Regions from separate parts of the Mus musculus genome. Here regions 2 and 3 are each linked to region 1. A link is a contact called in public ChIA-PET and promoter capture Hi-C data. All regions are on one chromosome and are shown on one strand. Each heading gives the region's core, a stretch centred on a gene start, on an enhancer-like site or on the middle of the called end of the contact. The rest is flanking DNA. Distances are from core to core; before and after follow the strand shown.

The links. Promoter capture Hi-C pulls out the DNA fragments that hold promoters and counts their contacts. ChIA-PET counts read pairs in DNA pulled down with a chosen protein or histone mark.
Region 2: a contact with region 1 is called in an RNA polymerase II ChIA-PET map of memory CD8 T cells, with 42 read pairs. The contact joins the enhancer-like site here to the promoter of Adck2 in region 1. A contact is called at or near these places in 9 of 39 promoter capture datasets (the 3T3-L1 cell line, 3T3-L1-derived adipocytes, embryonic stem cells and 4 more), 16 of 484 Hi-C or Micro-C datasets (the 3T3-L1 cell line, 3T3-L1-derived adipocytes, the HPC-7 cell line and 9 more), 3 of 115 datasets of contacts at active chromatin or transcription factors (embryonic stem cells, memory CD8 T cells and trophoblast stem cells) and 3 of 9 other capture datasets (embryonic stem cells, liver and pancreatic islet).
Region 3: a promoter capture Hi-C map of trophoblast stem cells shows a contact between it and region 1, with 3 times the contacts expected there. The contact joins the enhancer-like site here to the promoter of Adck2 in region 1. A contact is called at or near these places in 12 of 39 promoter capture datasets (the C10 cell line, the HPC-7 cell line, cranial neural crest and 6 more), 1 of 15 datasets of contacts at CTCF or cohesin (large pre-B cells), 6 of 484 Hi-C or Micro-C datasets (the AML12 cell line, the C2C12 cell line, CD8 T cells and 3 more), 3 of 115 datasets of contacts at active chromatin or transcription factors (embryonic stem cells, stem cell-derived neural progenitor cells and trophoblast stem cells) and 3 of 9 other capture datasets (adipose tissue, liver and pancreatic islet).

What each region holds. Positions count from the first base shown.
Region 1 is chr6:39,570,921-39,575,966 of GRCm38.p6, reverse strand. Adck2 (aarF domain containing kinase 2) reads right to left here and starts at 2,091. Exons shown (of 8, transcript NM_178873.3): 1 at 761-2,091. The coding sequence starts at 1,666.
Region 2 is chr6:39,345,322-39,350,367 of GRCm38.p6, reverse strand. Slc37a3 (solute carrier family 37 (glycerol-3-phosphate transporter), member 3) reads left to right here. Exons shown (of 15, transcript NM_028123.3): 8 at 234-318; 9 at 850-1,028; 10 at 2,938-3,079; 11 at 4,372-4,473; 12 at 5,026-5,046. Among named protein-coding and RNA genes, the nearest start is that of Slc37a3, 30 kb to the left of the region's middle. Within about 2 kb of position 2,082, at least 101 of the 459 cell types and tissues checked have an H3K27ac peak or open chromatin away from gene starts, as enhancers often do. A contact at or near this core is called in the HPC-7 cell line, embryonic stem cells, memory CD8 T cells and 2 more, where this site is marked.
Region 3 is chr6:39,758,069-39,763,114 of GRCm38.p6, reverse strand. No RefSeq gene overlaps it. Among named protein-coding and RNA genes, the nearest start is that of Braf, 35 kb to the right of the region's middle. Within about 2 kb of position 2,689, at least 17 of the 459 cell types and tissues checked have an H3K27ac peak or open chromatin away from gene starts, as enhancers often do. A contact at or near this core is called in embryonic stem cells and trophoblast stem cells, where this site is marked.

The DNA.
Region 1 (5,046 bases), core at 842-3,341:
CCTCAAAAAAAAAAAAAAAAAAAAAAAAAAAGGAGGAGGAGGGGGAAAGGAAAGAAAAAGAAAAAACAAACAAACTTGAGCCAGGAGGTTGTGGCAATCCCTGCTACTTGGGAGGACAATTAAAATAGCAGGGTCTTGTCTACAATTAAAGGCAAAATGAGGCCTCACAATAAACCTCAGTGGCTGAGGGTTTGCCTAGCATGTGTGAACTAAGTTTGACTGCCCCTTAGGTTCAATCCTCACTACAATAAATAAATAAATAAATAAATAAATAAATAAAAGAAATAGCTTGAATTTAACAGGTATTGGTTGAGCTACAATAGCAATAGCAGCCCTAATCCAAACTCAAAATGCTTCAATATCTGACCCGGTAAAGGACTGACAAGTGAAAAATTCCAAACCTGACCTCAGGTGATGCAAGGTCATTACACAGGTGCACTAAAAGTACTTCATGAAATGACCTATAGTCTACATGTCTAAGTTGTGGAGTGTGTGTGTGAGACATAAATGAATTTCACGTTTCGTGTTTAGACTTGGGTCCTATCCCAGGCTATCTCATCCAAGATATACAAATGCTCTACAATCCAGAACCGTATGAAATCCAAAACGCTCCCATTCCCAAGCATTTTTGGAGAAGGAATACTCAGTCTTAGAACAGAAAGCAATGTGCCCCTCACGAGGGTCTCTTTCGGATCTGGGGCAGACAGCTCAGTGGGTAGGTACTTGATTAAAGTGCTAGGCAAGGTCTGAGAGCACTTACTTTCACTGCCACTGGGATGAGGTGATCTGACTTAGGCAGATGCCAGGGAGCCTGAGACACACCCACTTCTGACCCACCAAGGTCAGCTTTAGGAAGAAGCAGTTTTTCTAGAAATGCTTCGTCGGCAAGGTTTTCTGAAGGCTTCCGGTCTTTCATAAAGGGCTCTCTCTGCATCACCACGGCCCTGGTTCCTGGGGCAGAGAGCTCCCCAAGTCTCCAGATCCTGTCTTCCTCCAACAAGGAAATACTAGCGAACGCTTTGTACACTTGGGCCACACAACCTGAACCTACAGGTTCCCGGGTCTCGAAAAAGAGGAGGCTGCCCCAATCCTCCCCAAATGCCTGCTGGAGTAAGTATTCCGTCCTTGCCCAAGGGTGGGGGGTCACCTGGACATGCAGCTTGGAGAACTGGGTACAGAAAGCCTCTGAAAAGAGGTCGCGCCGGGTGCTGGCCCATTGGCCCAATTTGATATATGTTGGGCCTGAGGTCTCTGTAGCTTTGAAAAGCAGATGGAGCCAGAGGGTGGAGAGGCCAGGGGCCAAGTAGGTGAGAGGGTACAAGAAGAGGAGGGGGAAGAATTTCGCCAAGAGCACACCAGCGCGGAGCCCTAGGCGGAGACACAGTAAGACGCGGGCCAGAGGCCCTTCTTGGGCCACCTTCTCCACTAGTCCATTTTCCGCCAGGTCACTCCAGTGAGTCTTTCTCTGGCACAAGCTGCCAGGCGCCCCCTCTCCAACACTGCCATGGGCTGAGATTAATTTGGGCAAAGTACCTAGCAGAAACCAACATAGTCTGGCATTGCGAGAGCATCCCAGGGGTCTGGAATGCCCAAGTTCCTTTCTGAACTCAAAGCATCTTAAGTGTGACAAGCAGACCCTGACAGACAAACGCCAGGGGGTCACCATCCTCTCTAGACCCCTTGGCCTAGACTGCTTGTTCTCTACCTAAAGGGAAGCCATTGTGGAGACGCTCCGTGCCGAAGCGGGGATGAGTCGGACCGCGCCCCCTAGCGCAGCCCAGGAGGGGAGGGATAACGGGGACCTGAGCCGGGGACCACGGGTGACAAGCTGTCCAGCGCCAGAGCTCAGAGTGCAGGGAGTCGCCGAGCGCCAGGGACGGAGATGCGGACCCGCGGCCTAGAGAGAACGACGAAGCCTCAGAGGGCCGCGGGAAGACCTGAGAGGCGCGCTCCGGCGGGCTCACGGGCCAGGCTCCCGGGGGGCGGCGGAGATGCCGAGCCGATGGCTCGGGACCTGCACAGAGCGGGCAGTGACAACCAGGCAGAGAGAGAGAGCACTAAGCGTCCGGGCCAGCGCTGCTCCCAGCTTCCGGTACCTGGTTCCGCCCTCTCTGCCCACGACATGCTCCTTAAAGGGGCCACGGCGCGAACTAGGGCAAAAGCGCCTGGGCACATCGAGTTCCTGTGATGATTTAGAGAAAAAACGCAGACGCGAGCTCTGTAGCCCTCTTTTCCGCGTCTGCCTTTCCTCTTCACAGCCTCGTAGCTTAAATCCTAGAAATATTAAACTACACTGAATATTACAAGTGGGTCCAAAGGAAGGACAGATTTTTCAGCTGCTGAGTTCTTGAGTCTCAGGCTACGCTGACTTAGCGGCGGTGTTTAGACCTTAGGGAATGGCTTATACACTTAACTAAGACTTATTGAGCCAAATCAGGTCTTTCTTGAATTTAATTTAATATTTGTTGAGTCACAAGAATATATACTAAACTAGATAGGTAACGATATTATTTTATGTCAAGCCCAACGAAATAAATGAGTTCGATCCGTGGAACCTACATGAAGGAAGGATGTCACCAATTCCTTTTAAGTCGTGTCCCCCACATACAAAATAAATGTCATAGAAATAAAAATGTAGCAAGGGCCACAGAAGCAGTGAGGAGCTGGTTGAATCATAGGCTGGGCTACTTTGGAGAAGAAAAAAAGGGTGTTGGGAGAGGAGCCAAATAAAAGTTCCAAAGTAGGAAAGACTTTTGATGTTCTGAGGGGTGTGTGTGTGTGTGTGTGTGTGTGTGTGTGTGTGTAGGTGATAGAGCATGGGAACTGAGCCTACATAGCCAGGGAAAGGGCTTGCAATTTCTTCTCAGCGCTCTGGAACTTAAAAAGCTGCCTGCCCTGGGGCACCACAGTCCCTACTACCTATCAACAGCTTTTGTCCCTGTGTGGAAAGAAATTTGCACAAAAGTCTGACCAAGGGTAGATTTAAAGACATCCCAGGTGAAAAGGATTATAGAAAAAGAGAAACAAGGACAAGGCCAGGGTTCCTATCACTGGACATGTCATTCAACCTCAAGACACACACCCCCTGGCCATCCAGAAGGCTCAGAAGATATAGTAATTTCTCCAAAGGTAAGATCAGGGCCACTAACAGTCAGGAATAGTGGAGTGGCCAATGGCTCTTCCTGTATGGTCAATAACAGTCCAGTTCCTAACTCTAAAAGATGGGGTACACCCTTTGGGTTTCCCAAGGCAGACATGATGCCTTACACTGCTTTGAAATGTGGTCAGGTGTCAGGCACGGTGCCCTCACTTTCAATTCCAGTAGGAAAGAAGGAAGGAAGGAAAGAAGGAAGGAAGGAAGGAAGGAAGGAAGGAAGGAAGGAAGGAAGGAAGGAAGGGGGAGGTAAGGAAGGAGGGAAGGAGGGAAGGGAAGGAAGGGGTGGGCAAAATCTGTGAGTTGGAGGTCAGTCTGCTTTGTATAGCAAGCTCCAGGCCAACAGGGACTACATAGTGAGACCCTGTTTCAAAAAAGCAAAATAGGGCTTGGAGAGCGATGGCTCAGTGGTTAAGAGCACTAGTTGTTCTTGCAAAGGCTCTGGGTTCCATTCTTAGCACCCGCATGGGGTTTACAGCCATTCCTAATGAACAAGTTCCAGGGGGGTCTGTGCTCAGACCCATATACATGTATAACACTCACACATAATATAAAATAAATAAATCTACCTAATAAGAATTTTTAGAAAAGAAAAAGAAATGTGGGCAGGCACTAATTACAAAGTATCCCCTTTCTCCTGACTCACTTGCCTGTTCTGCCCCAAAGTTGTTCACAGAAGACTTGAATTGTTCTGAGTCCATCATTTTAAGCCATGGCAGTGTACTGGCTAGTTTTGTGTCAACTTGACACAGCTGGAGTTATCACAGAGAAAGGAGCTTCAGTTGAGGAAATGCCTCCATGAGATCAAACTGTAAGGCATTTTCTCAATTAGTGATCAAGGGGGAAAGGCCCCTTGTGGGTGGGACCATCTCTGGGCTGGTAGTCTTGGGTTTTATAAGAGAGCAGGCTGAGCAAGCCAGGGGAGGCAAGCCAATAAAGAACATCCCTCCATGGCCTCTGCATCTGCTCCTGCTTTCTGACCTGCTTGAGTTCCAGTCCTGACTTCCTTGGTGATGAACAGCAGTATGGAAGTGTAAGCCGAATAAACCCTTTCCTCCCCAACTTGCTTCTTGGTCATGATGTTTGTGCAGGAATAGAAACCCTGACTAAGACAGGCAGCTTCTAGGTTGTGACCCCCAGACAACTTTTTCTGGATCTTTATTTCTCCAAAAGGAACACAGGAGGGTTGTCCAACTAAAACTAGACAAGATCCCCCAAAGCAGTATTTTTCAACCTTCCTAATACTGCCTAGCACTGGGCTTCCTAGTGCACAGGACCCCAGCACTCAGGAGGTAGAGGCAGGTAGAGTTCAAAGCCAGACTGGCCTACATTGGGAGCTGCAGGTCAGTCAGGGATACAAGGTAAGACCCTCTCTCAAAAAAGGACTGGGAATTCCTGGAGAGACAGCTCAGCAGTTAAGAGGACCCACGACTCATTCCTAGCACCCAAATGGCTGCTAACAACTGGAACTCCAGCTCCACAGGCTCCAATTACCCTTTTCTGATTTCAGTGCATGTCTGATGCACAGACATACATGCAGGCAACACACCCATACACAGAAGGTAAATAATAGTTTAAAAAAGAAGACGCTCATTAGGGAGAGCTGACTCTACCCCTCGCCTGGGCAGGAGCTGGACAGGAGGGTGGGAGGGCAGGAGGGCAGAGGGGCAAGGGGGGAGGAGGGCAGGAGAACTGGCCCAGCCTTTGCCAGCCATGGCACTACCCTTGGCATGGTACGGTGCTTTGAGTATGCCTAGTCCAGGGAGTGGCACTATTAGAAGGTGTGTCCCTATTGGAGTAGGTGTGGGCTTGGACTTTAAAATCCTCATCCTAGCTGCCTGGAAGCCAGTCTTCTCCTAGCAGCCTTCAGATGAAGATGTAGAACTCTCACA
Region 2 (5,046 bases), core at 833-3,332, 230 kb after region 1:
TGCTTAGTATCCAGGTGACTCCCGTGGTCATCTGTGAGTCTTACCATGTCCTTAGGAAAATGCAATGAGAAGTCACATGCAGGATGCTTGACACAGTGCCCAGCCTGGAAGCCCAAAGTACTGGGGTTCTTCCAGTCTCCCTGTCTCTTCTGTCCCCACCCCTCCCCTTGCGTGTCTGTAACAATATAGCTGTGATGACCACCTCTGTAAAAGCCACTTCTCCTCTCCTCCAGTACGCCTTTCTGGTGACCGCATCTGTGCAGTTTGCTGGTGGGATCATCATCTTCTTTGGACTTCTAGTGTCACCAGAAGAAATTGGTGAGGAGAAGCCATCTCTTCTATTCGAAATATGTTACTGGTAGGAGCTGGGAGGTCCAAGGACAGGAAATGAAATTACACTCCTCTTTGGAAGTTAAAGGAGCAGTTTGGCCCTGTCCATACTGACCGTTACAGCCCCATCTTATACCACTACAGGGAGTTGAGAGGAGTGCAGCTCACCTTCTCACAACAGGAAGAACCAGACATTTGCAGATGGTTTGTATGTCTGAGACACTGGCTAAGAGAGTAACGTCTTGAGACTGGATTCTTTTCCTTTATGAAAACGATTCAGTCTGCTCTTTTCTTACGGCTAACTGTGGGGTGTACAAGCGAAGCCTCAGGAGCTGAGAAGCGTGCAGCTCGTCCTGACTGAATGGGCTTGGTAGCCTCAGTCGGCTATAGTTGGCCTTGGTCTCCTACAAGATGAAAATAAGGACAGTATCAACATTGTGAGTGGTGATGTGTGCAGAGCCTCGGAAGGCCAGGCACACAGGCTGTGTCTGTACAGGGCCGCTGTTAATACTCTCCTAGGTCTCCCGAGTATCGGGGCAGAGGAGAGCTCGGAAGAAGATTCACAGAGGCCACTCATCGATGGTGCTGAAAATGAAGATGACTATGAGCCTAACTATTCGATCCAGGAGGACAGGGCTGTCGTCCAAGTGAAGGCCATAAGCTTTCATCAGGCTTGCTGCCTTCCTGGGGTCATCCCGGTAAGGACTCCCTGGTCTCCTTCCACAGCTGGCCGGGTGTGGTACCTTCAGTGCTGTGCTGGGTGGGGAGCACGCTGCCTTCTACTGTCTACTGATGCAGTCCTAGGTGGTTGTGTAGCATCTGTCAGCTTCCCTGGTAGCCATGGAAACCCTGTCACATATAGAAGCTTCAGACAACAGGGGTTGGGCGGGCATGTCCAGACGTGACTCGTGAACATGCTGATGCTGATCCATCATGCAACTGCCAAGGCACAGTTAACAAGTTTTTAAATATTTTGATCTCTCAGATTTACCTGGACCAAGAGGGGTTTTGAATGGTTCATCATCTGCCTATTTGTGAATTCTGATCATTCTGGGGAGTAGGGAGTTGCCCAGTCCTAGGACAGAGTACACAAGGATTTCTTGGTAATTTATCCCAGCATTTCCACAACCTTTGCAGTCCAGGTCAACTCTGTCTGAGCGGAGCCCCTCCTGCTGCTGCAGTCTGTCTGTCTTCATGTTTTGGGGGTCCTATCACTGGAGTGGAAGTTAAGAGGCCTAGGTTGTGTTTGCAGCTTGCCCAGTAACTTTCTGTGAGACTTGGATAAGTCTCCCAACCCATCCTTGTGTCTCAGTGCCAGGGAATGGAGATGGCACCCATCTTGCCTGGCTCATTGTATAGTTCACAAAGCATCTGATTTCATGATGCAAGTCTGCAGCCATCCTACTCTGTCCCTCCCAGCTCTCTTCTGCCCTCTGCCTCTCTGCTAAAAAACTAACCCTACGAACAGGCAGTCAGTCAAGTGTAACACTCTCTAATTCTTAGAGCTAGGGAATAGGGAAATAGAGATAGAGATAGGGAAACTCTGGTTCCTTTAGGCCCTTGTAGTCCTGTTCTTATGAACATAGTGCCTTTCGGTTATAAAAATATTATACCAGCAGTTGTTTTGGTAGAGACAGAACTTCAGTTTGTTGTGGCTAAACAAGAAACTTACTTGCTGGCTCCTTTGTACTCCTAAGCCATTGTTCTCTGGCACTGGCAGGGTGGAGAGGAAGTCTAGCTAAGCCTTTGTCTTTGTAGCAGGCTTCTGGGCTGAGAGCTGTGGTGGTCAGGATTTGGCTCTCTACGGGGTGTCTGCTACCCTGCCTGCCAGGGAAGCACTTTTAAAACAAGTGGCACCTGGGAAATCACTGGCACTGGGGTGGGGGTGGGGGTGGGGTGCAGGAGTTCTAGCCAGACACTCTTTGAAGTCCGCCCTCTTCCTCTGCCTTCCCTTTGATGCTAATAGTCAGGGTTTCCTGGTAATAATGTATGTGTTGAGTACAGGAGTCTCAGCCATCACCCACTTAAGGCAGCTCTTTCAGAAGAGAGCCAGAGGCCAGTGGAAACCATAGCTCTTTCTTTTTGGCCCTCCAGAAAGGCTCTTTTCTGTGGGATGTGGTCCACAGGTAGATGTCTTTCTGTCTGTGACTGAGTCATTAACTCTCCGTAGTTTGCAGAATTAAATTTGCGGGGAGAGAACCAAGAAAGCCTGGCTGCCAGCAAGATGAGCTGAGGTTTGCTAGGCCAATTTGCCTGTGGCTGATGGTGGTTGGAAGCATGAACACCAGGGACCTTTTGTCTAAATAAAGAAACGTGGGTACAGTGTGTACTGCTTTCTGGGTTTCAAACACTGCCTTGCTTTTACCAGAGAAATGATAGAAGAAGAAACTGGGGGTAGTTAAGAAAAAGCTGTGCATAATTCCTTCCTTCCTTCCTTCCTTCCTTCCTTCCTTCCTTCCTTCCTTCCTTCCTTCCTTCCTTCCTTCCTTCCTCCTTTCTTTTTTTGGAAACCAGTAGAAGTAAAGAAAGAGGGCTTCTGGGTAAGGTCAGGGAGGACCCCATGCTGTGCTGTATGCTGCTTGTTGACAGTTGTGGTTTCTCCTGCAGTACTCACTGGCCTACGCCTGCCTGAAGCTAGTGAACTACTCCTTCTTCTTCTGGCTGCCCTTTTATCTGAGTAACAACTTCGGGTGGAAGGAAGCCGAAGCTGACAAGCTGTCCATTTGGTACGACGTCGGAGGTATCATAGGTACGCATGTGTGCCTCTCCTTCCGCGTGGTTAGTCGCCTGCCATCTTTCAGAGTTAGGAAATCTCATTTGAAGTTTTATTGCTTGCTCCACAGCCGTCTTTCCCAACCCGTCCTACCAGTAAACACGCAGCTTCTGTGAGAACAAAAAGTCCAAAGGAAGAGGGCCAGCTTGAGACTGACAGGCTGTGGTTTATAGGGGCTGTCTTCTCTTAGTCTGCGGGTGATGGATCAGCTCTTTTGTCCTGGGAACACTTGGAAATCTCTTTAAATGCAGCGCCTTTGTGTGCTTTCAGGGATGGCTTGGCTTTGAAGCTGATTTTGTGAGAGATTCAAGATGGAGTAGGAATGTGTTCATTTTGGCTTCCTCCCACTGTCCCGCTATCTCCAGCCAAGGAAGCAAACATAGCACCTTAGTGTGTAGATTGTCAGGTACCAGAGGAAGGGCAAACAGAAGGATTTCCCTTTCCTTTCTTGTCTGTGTTTGCTGGATACAACAGATTTATTTTATTTTCCAGGCTAGGGATTGAACCCTGGGTTAGGAAATGTACTATAACCCTAGTTCTATAACAGATTTTAGCAGTGGCTTTGCGATGTAGCCAGAAATACAAATGAGGAAATAATAAACCCTTAGGCAAGACCAACAGATTATACACTGTGGCCTCACCTTAACATCTCTGTCTGTGGTATTTACACATTAAGCCAAGCTACCCTGAACACAGGAATAGCACAGAAGGCTCTTAGGTGTCACGCTGATATTATATTTGAACTTGGCTATTGGTAGTCTTAGGTCTAGAGCCAAAGGTAATGTAGACGCCCTGGGACCTGATCATACTTCTGTATCTTCCACAGTTAAAGGCATCTTGGTGCAGAGCGAAAGAAGTGGGTTTGGAGCGGCAGCTCAAGGGCTCTTCCTTAAACTAGCTGTCGAGGTTGAGCCTTACTAGATCACACTAGGCATCCGGGCTGCTTTCAAGCTTGTGATCTTTCTGTTCCAGACTTCAGGGGGACGGCAAGTGCAGGCTCACTTGATTCAGTTCTTCATGCTTTAAGTTCAAATGAGGAAATCCAGGGGAATCAGTTTGTTTTTTATTTGATAGGGAAAGTGGTAAGTATGATATTGATGGTTTTGGTAGTTTTCTTTTTTCTTACTTTGTGGTGTCCTGTCCATAGGCAGCCACTGTGGTGGGGACACTTGGGAGAACCAGCTGTATCTGTCCCCCGAGGGGCTTGTCTCAGACAGCTGAGCCCAGCCACAGCTGCTTTCCACTGACCGTGTGCTTTGTGCTTGAAGGTGGGACTCTGCTAGGCTTCATCTCTGACGTACTGCAGAAGAGAGCACCTGTGCTGGCCCTCAGCCTCTTCCTGGCCGTCGGGTCCCTTGTTGGGTATAGCCGTGAGTATTCCTTTGTAATTGCCTTGATTCCTGATCTCTTGAAGGTAGGCACTTGCCCAGAGTCGGTGGCCAGCCATGGAGAGATCTGTGATTAGCTCTGAGTGCCTGGGAACTGTCATCACATGGTTTTATTTGTGTGGGGAGGAAACCGTCATCTCGTCATCTCCCTTGCTTTGTGGACCTGTTTAAAAGCTTGCTTGGGAGTGTATTGCTTTGTTTGAGGGGCGGCTCCAGAGGGACAGCATTAGAGCCAATAAAACCATAAAAGGAGGCAAGGTTTCTAAAGCGGGAGGATGGTAATTAGTAGGTCTTGGGGTATGTGTGTGTGTTCTAAAGCCGTAGAGTTGTTCTCTGGCTTTTAGACATCTCATTAGCTTGAGCAGTAGCCAGAGACAGGACAAAAGCTGGAAGGGCCCCGTCTGTCTTTGTTGTCTCTGGAGGGATTGTGCTGTGGCGGGTTAGGGATGGGGATGCAGTCGCTTGCTGTGCACTGTTGATGGAGGCACATGCAACTGCTTTTCAAGTCACTGTGGTGTGTCTCTTCTCTCACAGGCTCTCCAAACAATAAGTCCA
Region 3 (5,046 bases), core at 1,440-3,939, 190 kb before region 1:
TATATATATATATGATTCAACTCTTGTCTAGAGTATACATATATGTTACTTGGACTCAATTCTTTTTTTTTAATCTTAAATATTTTTTTAATTGTAAGAGTTTTTAGAAAGGAGAATTTTTTTTTAAAAGATTTATTTACTTATTTATTATATATAAGTACACTGTAGCTGTCTTCAGACACTCCAGAAGAGGGAGTCAGAGGTGGTTGTGAGCCACCATGTGGTTGCTGGGATTTGAACTCCTGACCTTCGGAAGAGCAGTCGGGTGCTCTTACCCACTGAGCCATCTCACCAGCCCGAGAGAATTTATAATATGCGATTAGAACCTAACCTTATCACTGATAATGTTTTTTCTTTTTTCTTGGATATTTTACTTATTTACATTTCAATTACTTAATTACGTTTCAATTGTTATCCCCCTTTCCCAGTTTCCCCTCTGCAATCCTCCTATCCACCTTCTATGAGGGTGCTCTCTCTCTCTCTCTCTCTCTCTCTCTCTCTCTCTCTCTCTCACACACACACATACACACACACACACACACACACACACACACACACACACACCCATTCCCACCTCACTGCCCTAGCATTCCCCTACACTGGGGCATCAAGCCTTCATAGGACCAAGGGCCTCCTCTCCCACTGATGCCAGATAAGGAACATCCTCTGCTACTTGTGCAGCTGGAGCCATGGGTCCCTCCATGTGTACTCTTTGGTTGGTGGTTTAGTCCCTGGGAGCTCTGGGAGAGGGTGTCTGGTTGGTTGATATTGTTGTTCTTCCTATGGAGTTGCAAACCCCTTCAGCTCCTCCAGTCCTTGCCCTAACTCCTCCATTATGGTCCCCATGCTCAGTCCAATGGATGACTGCGAGCATCTGTGTCTGTATTGGTCAGGCTCTGGCATAATCTCTCAGGAGACAGCTATATCAGGCTCCTGTCAGCAAGCACTTCTTGGCGCACGACTTTAATCCCAGCCCTTGGGAGGCAGAGGCAGGTGGATTTCTGAGTTCGAGGCCAGCCTGGTCTACAGAGTGAATTCCAGGATAGGCAGAGCTACACAGAGGAACCCTGTCTCAAAAAAAAAAAAAAAAAAAAAAAAAGGACAGAAGCATCCACATCTTGGATTTTCCTTCTTCTTGAGCTTCATATGGTCTGTGAGTTGAATCTTGGGTATTCCGACCTTTTTGCCTAATATATCCACTTATCAGTGAGTGCATGCTATGTGTCAACTCTTGTTTTTAAAACAGATATTTTTAAACACCAACCACATGGTTGTCAGCCATGTTTACTAAGGTTAAAGGGTACGTGCCGCGTGACTTCCCTATCTTAAGATGACCACATGGTATAAAGGAACAATTATAAAATTTCTCAGTCCTACTGAGGACTTAGTTTGTCACTGTACCTCTTTTTAGACAAAGGGAACATCCAAGTCTCCAAATTATTTTGCATTGGTATGGATTTTTCTATGATTAACAAGAGCCCACTTAGAGATTTCAACCTAAATACTTATACCTTTGCTAACTGCATCAATTTATAAACTCCTAAGGTCTATAAAGGAAATAAAACTTGAGACATGTGATTCATGTAATTTATGTCAAATAGCCCAAAGAGTTGTTTGTGAGCTTTGAAACCTGGGGCTGAGAACATAGCAGAACAGGCCAGGACATGCCCGGGCAGGCCCGTCGTCATATGTCCTGACTGTCCTAGTGCCTCCCTATCTCCTGCCCTTCTGACAGTCTGTTGATGTTTAAATGGACCAATCATGTGAAACCGCGCCAATTCCTCCCCCAGCCCCACCCCTTTTCTATAAAAACCCCTAGCCTCCAAGCGTTGGGGTCGAAACCACTGTCTCCTGCGTGAGATACGTTTCGAACCGGAGCTCCGCCATTATGGCTCCACCATGTGGTCGACACCTCTGTCTCCTGCGGGAGATATGTGTCGGCCCGGAGCTCCGTCATTAAACTACCTCATGCTTTTACATCAAGATGGTCGTCTGTTTGTGATTCTTGGGTGCACGCCGAATCGAGAATTGAGTGGGGGTTTCCCCACTAGGTTCTTTCAGTCTACTCAGGTTCACAGTACTATTTGTCTAGCTCCTTTGTCTTTGCTTGCCTTGCTAAGCTACTAACTTGTATACTGTTGGTTTAGCGCCAAGCTTTATTTAACCTCCTGTATGTATTTTCAAGGTTAAGCCTGAAATCAGGTCTACTTAATAGATAGATGGTCCTCAGACTCTTCAGGGACCTGCTGAGTATGGTGTTTAAAATGGTTAAGCTTCCCATAATAGATATGCCTCTTTTGAGTGGGAACCTGAAAGGTAGGGTGTAGCAACTCCCCCTAATTGTGGTTACACGTATCACTGGGTAAAATCACCCCATGCTTCACCCCCTGCCAGGGCTCTACACAAACTGTGGACACTTTGCGGTTGATTGCTCTACTTTGCCTGGTCAAAGTAAGATCAGTTTTCCCAAGTTCCTCTACAGGAAAAATCTCAGACCTGGGTCTGACAGCCAAAGGCCCATGCTGCTCCGTTTTGACAGCTGAAACTGAGCTGTTATGCTCTATGACAGCAGAAGACCTGTGACTACTGTCCCCAGTAAAACTAGGAAGGCCACCAAGAGCCTAGGAGACTCACCTTAGGGAATGGGGAAGTCTCTGTCATTTAAATGATGCATAGTCATTTGGATTATCCTTCCAGCTGCAATTTATCGGTCTCAGATCTCTGAGCACATGGACTGACTGTACCTTTAACAGCAGTAAGCTTTACCAGCTCCTTCCCCCAAGGCTGCAGCTGCCTTCTCACCTCTGAGCTCCTCTGTCTCAGCCCTTACTCACTTGGGACCTTCTAGGTGTCCAGCTGAGAAAGACTAAACAGTTTACTTCGCTCTAGACCCTAGACTCTAAAACAGGACTAAATTCATAAAATAGGTTTCAAGGTAACTTTTCTACTATTCTTTTATTTAAAGGAGCCTGCTTTATTATAGTGACCGCTCAATTATCAGCCACTTTTAAAGAAGTGTTTGTGAGAATTACAAAGGCCTAAGGACGTGATTTAAGGTATAGAAAATGCTTCAGATCTCTTTCCCGCTCCATATTGAAGCTTAAAAAGGTCAAAGCCTTGACGTTAATCAACAGCGTCTGATAAGCTATTAGTCGGGCTCTGGTAAAGCACTGCTGATGCTAATGCTATTAAGCACAAGCTTAACTTTTAAATTTTCCTTTAGTTGTCTTTTTTAAAAAAATGTTTCACATTGTGCTAAAAACATGTGTCTGACCTGTCCACACCCAGCCTTCTGGACAGAAGAAAGAGTGTTCACGCTTTGAACCTAAAATCATTGTGGGGTCCCAAGCTACGAGTCAAAAGTATGAGTCTCCTTACTGCCTTTTGAACAATGTGAATTTCAGTCCAGATTGCAAACAGTGGCAATGCTAACATATCTAAAACTTTGCCTCTTTTTGAAAAATGAAGAAAACAAAAAACCAAACCAAAACAAAACAAACTCTTGTAGCTTCAGGGAATCATTTTGGATCCATGTCTCATAGGTCAAACAGATTTAAGTAATCCTGACAGCCTAAGTTTTTCTGTCTACTAACCATTCCTTAGGGTGGGACTCTCTCCAGGTCTTGGGACTCTCCTCCCCCAACTACCAGTTTTCAAATGTACACTCAAGATTAAAAAAAAAAAAATCGAAACCCCTAAATTTTACTTTCTCTCCAAAACTACCCAATTTGTCCCAGCAGATTTCAAATCAACTGCTGGCTGCCCCAGCACAAACTCCAGATGTTCCCTCACAATCTGTATCTCCGAAAGCTTCGGAGCCACTCGCCCCAGGTGATCCAGCCTCTCAGGCGGCTCCCAAGTAGCCTGCACTCCCTAGCCCCGGGTGGGACAGCAGAGCCTGGCCAGTGAGTGAAACAGCCGGCTCTTCCTGGAATTGGTCAGCATTCCAGCTTCCATTGGTCCCCCAAACAAGGACGCCCCAATGTCAACAGGAAGTAGTCCTAGAGGAGATTACAAATCACTCCTTATCTATTTATTATCAACAAAAGGCTGGGGTGTTAGGTTTTAAACTTAGGACAAATGGCTGAGGTGCCTATTTAACACATCAAACTGAGCCCTGGCTGCCAGGTTCTCCTGACATCTCTTAGTCCCTCCCTGTTACAAGGCCCTCCAGGCTGATGTACCCCGCCCCCACCCCAAATTGCGGCCCTAGGTGCTGAGCTGTTCCTCCCTATGTAGTCCAACTATTTCGGTTACCCACTATTTTTTGTACCTTTGGGCCTCCTGGCTGCTGCTGTACCTGGTCCCCCTCGCTCCCCTCTCCCAACAAAGCACAGCTCAGTCTGGTCAGGTCCACTCTGGACTCTCTCAGAGCTCCCCACCTCCAGCTATGCTCTCTCTCCATACCTAGGAGCAGTCATGGCTGTTAACAGACCTTGTTAGAGGTCTGTCTAAGCTCCAACCCACAGTTACCTGGCAACAGCCAGGTATGTTCCTCCCCATAGTTACCAGGCCTAAACCATCATGAGAGGGGCTGCTTGCCCCCTCCTCCCTCTCTTGTTTTCTTGCTCTCTTTTGCTCTCTTGCTCTTCCTCTTCCCTTCCCATTCCCTTCCTCCCTCTCTCCACGTGCTCATAGCCACGACCAGCCTCTTCTTCTCTTCTTCCCTTCCCTTCCCTTCCCCTCCCCTCCCCTCCCCTCCCCTCCTCTCCTCTCCTCTCCTCTCCTCTCCTCTCCTCTCTCTCCTCTCTCTCCTCTCCTCTTCTCTTCTCCTCTCTCTCCTCTCCTTCTCTTCTCTTCTCTTCTCTTCTCCCCTCCCCTCCCCTCCCCTCCCTTCCCCTCTCTCTCCTCTCCTTCTCTTCTCTTCTCTCCTCTCCTCTCCTCCCCTCCCCTCCTCTCTCTCTCCTCTCCTCTCTTTCTCTTCTCTTCTCTCCTCCCCTCCCCTCCCCTCCTCTCTCTCTCTCCTCCCCTCCCCTCCTCCCCTCTCTCTCCCTTTCTCTGCCTCTACTATCCTCTTAATTCCTTTCCCCATGCCCTGAATAAACT